Linked DNA regions of Anas platyrhynchos: region 2 is linked to region 1. Evidence: chromatin contacts called from public Hi-C data. All regions are on one chromosome and are shown on one strand. The core of a region is the stretch at or near the end of the contact, and the rest is flanking DNA. Distances in the headings are between cores, read along the strand shown. Region 1 overlaps TCF3 (transcription factor 3). Region 2 overlaps REXO1 (RNA exonuclease 1 homolog).

Region 1 (3,975 bases), core at 758-3,257:
CGGCTGTGGGTGCAAGGAGCCCCCGGGCCCTGCGCTGCTGGGGGAAGGCTGGGCTCTGACCCTGGAAAGGGTGGGATGGGGGGGTGAAGGGGATGGGGTGCAGTTGTGGGGCAGAGCCAGTGACCCTCCAGCTTTGCTGGCTGTGGACCCCCCCCCCCAGCTCGCTCCAACCCCCTCTGCTTCCTCGGCAGGCTTGTCAGGGGGGCTGGGGCGAAGCAGCGTCTCCTCGGGAACCAGCGAAATAAAGCGGGAGGAGAAGGAGGACGAGGAGAACACATCGGTGGCGGATAACTCAGAAGAGGAGAAGAAGGAGCTGAAACCCTCCCGGAACAGAACAAGGTGCTCTTTGAACAGGTCTCTCCCTTCACTTACTCCGTTACCCGTCTGAAGGCATTCGGGCTGGGGCACGGCCACGGTGACCCCCGGGTGCTTGGCTCGGCCCGGTGAGGCCGGGGGTCGTCCCGTGGTGTGGATCCACCAGCCCCTACCCACCACGGGAGCCCTGCCCGTCCTCGCAGGTGCGTGGCGTGGGCCGTGCCGTGCTGGGGAAGGCTCTCAGCCTCCTGGCCTCCCTGCCCTGCTGCCCCCATCCCCACGGCCGGAGGCTTTGTGCCTTGTCCGCGCAAGCTGCGCCCGCCTGGGTGCTCGCTGGGGGCATCGTGGCTGTGCTGAGGCAGGAAGGGGCGCTCAGCATCCCTGGCTGGAGGCTGGGGGGGGTTTTCAGCCTCCTCCCTGCTACAGTTCGGCTCTGCTGTCTGCCTCGGGGCTCCTGAACCCCCGTTGCATCCAGCCAGACACGTGGCAGCGGATCAGGTGGAGTCCTTCCAGCGTGCTGGCTTGTCCGCAGCCTCGCCATCGGCTCGGGGACCTCGGCAGGGCGATGCTGCCCAGAGGGGCAGTGCCGGCCCCGCTCCTGCCAGACAGCGGCCACCTCCTGCCCCAGAGGCAGGTGCTGCCCGTCCCTGAAATTGTAGCTGGGGACACCAGTGTCAGCCCTGAATGCCTTCTCCGGGCCACCGCACGACCTCCCAGCGACAAACTCAGGCCTTAATCGCATTGTTGTGGTTTCTTTATTTGCTTTGTATTTAAAAAAAAAAATGCGGGGGGGAGGGGATGGAAGAAGAAGAGTCTTAATTGCTTCTCTCCAAAGTCACCGCATGTCCCCGTGTCCCAGCGGGGGCACGCGGGGCGCAGCGTCTCGGTGCCCGATGTGTGTTTCTTTTCTGTGAGTTGACCAGTGCTGAGAGTGCACGCGAGGAATGTCCCTGTCTCGTTCTTATTTTAAACCATTAGTCAAGATGAGGATGAGGAGGACGATCTTCTTCCCCCAGAGCAAAAAGCCGAGAGAGAGAGAGAAAGGAGGGTCGCCAATAATGCCCGTGAGCGCCTGCGGGTCCGTGACATCAACGAGGCCTTTAAAGAGCTCGGACGCATGTGCCAACTCCACCTAAACAGCGAAAAACCGCAGACCAAACTGCTAATCCTACACCAGGCCGTATCAGTCATACTGAACCTGGAGCAACAAGTTAGAGGTCAGTGAGGGTCCCGGAGTGGTGATATTTTACGTATCTGATCGGCACGGGGCTGTCTGTCTGTCTGTCTCCTGTGACATGTGCTGTGGTGCCTTGCACTCTCTCTCTGCCCTGTGGCCTTGGATTCCCAAGGCTGTTGATGTCCTTTTTTTTTTTCTTTTTTTTGTCCTTTTTTTTTTTTTTAATTTTTTTGCAACCCTGCTGTTCTCTCTTTTGTTCCCCCCTGCCATCGCGTGTGCTGCATGCTGGTCCCCGAGGGGGAACCTGCGCCCGCCAGCCCCGGCGGCTGTCCCCGCTTTCCTGCAGCCAGCCGCTTTGCTCAGCTGCTTGGCCAGCAAAAAAAAAAACACCCAAGCAAACAAACAGCAAATCTTTGAGAGGACCTGAAACCTCTCCAAGGGCAGCTCCGAGCCCAGTGCCCGTCCCTCCCCATGGCTGCTCAGGAGGTGCCTCCTTCCTCCCCGGCACAGCGCTGGGGAGCGCAGGCGCCATGTGAGGGGTTGGCACGGCTGAGCCCAGGACCGGGCAGCCCTCGCTGCCTCTCAGAACCGCTGTCCCTCACAAGCCAGGAGCTCTGCGTGTCCATAGCAGGGCCCGGAGCCAGCAGCGGCCACGTGCGGGCTCTCCCCCTCGCCGGGGCAGGCTCGCTCCTTCCCCACGCGTGTGTGCCCGGAGGGGAGGCGCAGGGCTCGCAGGGCTCAGCTTCCCGCTCCAGAGACTTTGCTGCTTTGTTCCCGCAACCCGCAGTGCATGCTCCTGCCTCGCAGAGCCGGGCAGGTTAACCCCCTTTCTCTCTGCAGAGGCTGTTGTAACACGAATCCGTGGTTTGTGCCTGGCTGTGCTCCTCTCTGCTGGCCTCTGCTGTTGCATTGATGTTGGAGTCCTTTGTGCCTCTCTTCAGTTTGTAATTTTTTGCCTTTCATAACGTATATTTTTTCCTGTCTCTTTTTTAATTTCCCCTTCCTTTTTATTTTTTTTTTATTTCGAGTTTTTTTTTTTTTTGGTTCTGTTCTTTCCGATCTCCTACAGACAGTCCCCAGCCGTGACCTCTCGGTGGTCCCACTCTCTACCTTGTACTTGCTGCTTGCGGATGGAGACAGGAGCCGAGGGGTGGCGTGGGGCCGGGTTAGACAGAGTTGGCACCGTGGTCACTTTGGTCTCCCACGCTTGTCCCTTTTTAAACCCTTCTTGGACGCAGCTGGGGAAGCAAGCGAAGCCCCGTGTGCTGCTGTCGGCAGACTTTAGAGCAGGCAGCTAGGGTCTCACTTCTCCAGCGGTTTTGGTCTCCGGGCTGCTCTGCAGGAGAGAAGCCGACCCCACATCCCCTCCTGCGGGGCTGCAGTGGGGCCATGGGGCCCCCGTGTGCCCAGCCACAAAGCTGGGGTCTTTGTGCCGCGATCAGCGGCTAACAGGGCAGGAAGGGGAAGGAGATCAGGGAGGTGTTACAGGAGCCAGGCAGGCAGGTGCCACAAATTGGCTGAGGAGCCGCACATCCTTACAGCCCCGAGGACACCGCACGGCCCCACAAACCAGCAGCACTTGCTGCTGGCAGGGACAGGGCTCCATCCCGCTCGGTTGCAGTGTGCAAGGCACTGAGGAGCTGCAGCACTGCCAGGAGCCACAGCCACCAGCGTTAGCTGGGAGGAACGAGCCCTGTCACTGCCAGGCTCCACTCCCCAGCTGCAGCATCCCCAGGCGCTGAAGAGAGGCAGGGACAGCGGCAGCCCCCAGCCCCATGCAGGCAAGAGCTCATCCGGGGAGCCCTCGCTTCCCCTCCACGTGGTCAGGCACAGCCTGGGGGCTCTCCAGACCCCCGAGCAGACCCAGGAAGGCTCTGCCTCTGCCACCCACCTTAGGTGGGGGCTTGTCCCCGCGTAGCTCCCCTGGAGCCGAAGGCCGTGGTCTGCCCTGGTGTGAGGGCTCACCCGAGGAAGGTGTCTTTCCTGCAAGAATTTTTGCTCTGGGGGAGAAGGTCGTCTGTACAGCAAATTGGGGGCTCGGAGGGGACGGGCTGCGGGCGAGGCCATGGTTGAAGATGCTGCCAGCACGGTGCTGCCTTCCCCACCCACCGGCCTGTTTGGGGCACCCCCAGGATGCCACCAGCGGTGGAAGCTCTCCTGAGCTCCCAACCCTGCCTGGAAAATAAAATTCCCCCCTTCCAGGCTGATTTTGGGGCTGGATTTTGGCCCCGTGGAAAGACCTTGGTTCAGTGTCTGCATCCGACACTGACTTCCAGCAGCAGCCGGGGGCACTCGGCTCCCACCCCGGTGCTGCCCCCACCCGTAAGAGGGTGCTGGGCCCCGCTGCCCCGCGCTGCTGGGGCACAAACACCTTCACTGGGAGGACTGCAGCTCTGGTTTCTGAAGGAAACTGCAAAGAAGAATTTGGTTTCTGCCAACAAGTCTTTGTCTTGGGGGATAAACCCAACGTTTTTGGCTGGGAC
Region 2 (3,827 bases), core at 755-3,254, 200 kb before region 1:
CAAACTGCTTTGCTCATCTGTGCCATTGCTGGTAGGTGGCTTCTGCAGTTTGAATATGAGAGACTTGTGAATCTCTTTTTTTTCCCTTTGCTTGCAAATTATTGTTGCTGTGTTCATTCAGGACATCTCTGCACTTGTCAGCTGAAGTTTAGGTCTCTTCTCTCTGACTCTTAACTCTTGCTCTTTCAGTACCAGGTGGATGGGAAACTCATTACAGCTGCTGCTCAGGAGCTGTGGGTTCACCAGGCTGCCAGGTTGCTAAAGTAAGTTATTGAGCAACACCTTTTTATTCTCAATGACATTTGTCCTCTGCTTGCAATGGTGGTGGCTGTGTGAGCCTTTAGAAGAATGGTGGATTCCCCTGGGGAGAAAAAGCAAGTACTTCTTAAATGCCTTTTGCTATGCAAAGGTAAGAAAATTTGGTGTTTGGCAAGAAGGAAGAATCTCAAATGTTTGGAGTTGAAGTGGTTTCTATTTTGCAGATGCAAATTTTTTAACATTTTTCTAAGCAAAATGTAAGCACTTTTTCTAAGCAAATGACAGCGGGTTAAGTTGCCCAGCAAAAACTTGGATATAGTCTTCTTTAGGGAAACACTGAAAAAGTGAGAAAAAAGGAAATTCCTTTTAAGAAGCGTGCTCAGAGCCTTGACAACAGTGGCCAAAACCTTTATTCCCTTTTTTTTTTTTTTTTAATTCTTAGATGCCTGTGCTAAGGTAACTTCTGCTGTAGGCCAAATCCTTTCTTAGTTTTCCATTTATTGCACGCCCTTTGTTTTATTAAGGGGAGGAACCTTCCCAAGGAGTGTGTTGTAACCCATAGATATTGCTTCCTCTTGAGGAGGGTGGGGAAAGGATCACATCAGTAGAAAGCAGAATCTAAAACCTGCTCAGGAATTGAGCTTTGGCCCTTTGGTCGAGCTGAATGCTGTCTGGGATACCTTTGTACAGGTGCTTTTTCTTGTTTCCTTACGCAACAGCCAGGCACCCCTGGCTCTCAGTCCATTGACTGAAGGGAACAATCTGTCTCTGGCCTCTGCCCAAGGTCTAGGGATTCTCCTGGTCCCTTGTTTCAGTGGCATTTTTACATTTGGCAGCTGCCATGCAGAGAGAGATGGTTCAGAACCAAATGATCTAAAAGGGTCATGTCCAGTAGAAGGGGCTCCCACAGCTATTTGTTGTAGGGCATCTTATTGTCTTGCTGTTTGAAAGTGCTCAGGTGATACAGAGCCAGCAGAGTTCTGGAGAGGTGTGTGCCATCATTATTCTGGCCAAAAGCTAGAACTAGGAAGTGAATTCTGGGGCAAAATTTAAGGCTTGTCAACTAGAACTAGACCTGTCAGCACATGAACCCTAAAAGCCTGTCCTGCCCAGTCTGAAGCATGGATGGGATCAGGCATGTGGCTGCTCCTCCTATTTCTTTTTCATTTGATATCAGGATCTCTTTTTTAATCAGTGTTCCAAAAAAAACATCCAGCAGGGAAGTCGGGAGAAATTGATGGGGCTATAAAAACATGACTTCTCTGCATGTTTTTACGTGGCTGTTGTAGACCATAAAACCTCATGGCCTTATAAGAAACATACAATTTCTCTAATAGCCTCCTACTCAATGAAGCATGCTGTCAGTGCTCCAGGGCTCAGGCATCCTTTCACATCTGCCTCCTAGTTGTTGTGCTGCTACAGATCACTACATTCTGGCTTTCTTGCTTTTTTCATCCAGATGAATTTTTTGGTAAATTTAAGGTCAGAGTCCCCAGTCTGCTCAGGATGAGAATATGGAATGGGATTTGGGGATGTTTGGGCTACAGCTTTTTTTTTTACATCTTTCAGCTTTGAAGGCATTGAAAATAGCAAATATTTATAATAAACTATTCTAAATAACGGGGCGCATAGCTGGTTAGAAAAGCATTGCTGTGCCTTTTCCTTCCAAACGCATTTGGGATGTGTGTTTGGATCATGCTGCAGTTAGCGCCTGTGGCAGGAGGTGGCAGGGTGGAGCTGTGCATGGAGCTACAGCTCCCCAGGAGCAGACCAGTCGAGCTGCTCTGTTCTTTGTGACAGCTGAGTCTGCTCGCTTCTTTCTTGGATCTGAAAAAACGAAACAACTTTTCTGCTTTCTTCTCAGCGAGGAAGAATTGGACAGTTGTAGAACATCAGCTGTTGTAGAAAAACACCTCATTTGTTTTTCCTTCACTGCTCAGTTATGTTGCATAGCAGAGAAGGGAAAGGATCAAGCTGAATGGGAGAGAATTTTTACTATTTGTTGGCCTGGTAGTGTGTTCTACCCATTTCTTTAGCAAAACAATCAGATTCGTGGGCATAGATGCAGAATTGACAAGTGTGGCCTCTTGCTCCTGGGAATTGAACCATGCAGCCTTGGAGCAGTGCTGGCTTTGGATGCAGGGAGAGGTCAGGCTCGGTATTGGCCCAGCCGCCTGGTTAACTGCAAATGATGCAGTTCTCTCTACTCTGGCTGGTTTTATTATTATGTACTCTATTACCCGCAGTAATGACTGGTGAAGGAAATTATGTAAATCCCTGCTCTGCCTACATATTTCAGTTCTACAACTGCCTGGGTTTGTCCTCTCTAGCCTTTCTGTTCTGAGGTGATGCCATGTGCAGGCTGATTCCTTGCAGGGTGAGATTTGTCAGAAGCATGACGGAGGCTGCATGCAGACTGCTGTGATTATGCACAAATATGTTGAGATTGAGGGATAAACAAAACTTAAACAAAGGAAACCACTGGGAACTAAGGGAGAGAGCATGTCACCTCTGGGTGTGGTGCAGCAATTTAATTTGACCTAAAACCATGCTAGTGGGCAGTCACCACCTCTGCTTTGCCCTCTGTGTTCCTGCTTCCTTGCAGGCACAGTGATGAAGGTAACTGGCTCAGTGCAATGATCCACTTCAAAACACCCCAGAGAAGAAGGCTTTGAGGCTGACTGAATAGTACCAGGGCAGGCAGGGTGGGGTCTGTGGCTGTGGAGGAAAGGAGAGTGGGAGTGCCTCTTGCAACAGTGGCTTAGTCTTGCGTTGGCTTATGCCACTCATGGAAACACTCCCTGAATTTTCCTGCTAGCTTGGGGAGCTTTTCTGCGCTGAATATTGTTGACTCTAGAGCTTTAGCTGGGGATGATGAGGAGAGGCTGGAAATGGTTTCCATTTTTTGCCTCAAGTGCTGGTAAGGCAGTAAGCTCATGTTTGTGAACTGTCTGGTTTCGGAATATAGTGGCTCTTATTTGTCTGTACACACTGACATTTTCTGCTGCTTCATTCCACTAGCTTCTCGTGTCATCTCTGGGCTGTGATACACTTGATACTAAAGCTCAGACAGCAATGTTTGACATTAGAATCCTGCAGCTGGGCATGTCTCAGTCACAGGTGAATCCAGAAACCAGCAGCTGGAGTAGATCCATGTAAGACCACCGAGTGAGCCTTTCTGAGTAATTCTACTCTGAATTGAAAGTTGGAAGCTACCTGAGACGGCCGTCTCCTAGTCCTTAGATATGCGATGCATTGCTACTAAGTGAGCTGTTAATACAGTGCCTCTAGTTCTGATCCTGCTTTGGAATTGGGTTCACACATGGCTGCTACATTGCTTTTGCGGTGAGCTTCTCAGGCCAACTAGTAGGCAAGTCTTATTTCTCGTTAGCCTTTAGAAATTATTTAAAATTTTGTTTTGTTTAAGTGAGTGGTTCTGTTGAAATGGAGTTTTGGGTTTCTTGTTCCTTCCATCAACAAATCATTTTCCTTTTTTTTTCCTTTAAGCAACATGTACATGACGGGCGGAAAGAGAACCTTGATGGCTTTGTGAAGACTTTTGAGAAGTT

Evidence for each region. Hi-C and Micro-C count contacts between places; a contact is called where the count stands out from the background.
Region 2: a Hi-C map of subcutaneous adipose tissue shows a contact between it and region 1, with 3 times the contacts expected there. The contact joins two enhancer-like sites. A contact is called at or near these places in 3 of 8 Hi-C or Micro-C datasets (liver, skeletal muscle and subcutaneous adipose tissue).

What each region holds. Positions count from the first base shown.
Region 1 is chr29:4,584,608-4,588,582 of IASCAAS_PekinDuck_T2T, reverse strand. TCF3 (transcription factor 3) reads left to right here. Exons shown (of 20, transcript XM_038169034.2): 17 at 192-354; 18 at 1,294-1,532. Among named protein-coding and RNA genes, the nearest start is that of UQCR11, 13 kb to the right of the region's middle. Within about 2 kb of position 2,007, at least 1 of the 8 cell types and tissues checked has an H3K27ac peak or open chromatin away from gene starts, as enhancers often do.
Region 2 is chr29:4,785,163-4,788,989 of IASCAAS_PekinDuck_T2T, reverse strand. It overlaps REXO1 (RNA exonuclease 1 homolog), which reads left to right. Exons shown (of 15, transcript XM_027471803.3): 11 at 190-263; 12 at 3,766-3,827. Among named protein-coding and RNA genes, the nearest start is that of ATP8B3, 10 kb to the right of the region's middle. Within about 2 kb of position 2,004, at least 1 of the 8 cell types and tissues checked has an H3K27ac peak or open chromatin away from gene starts, as enhancers often do.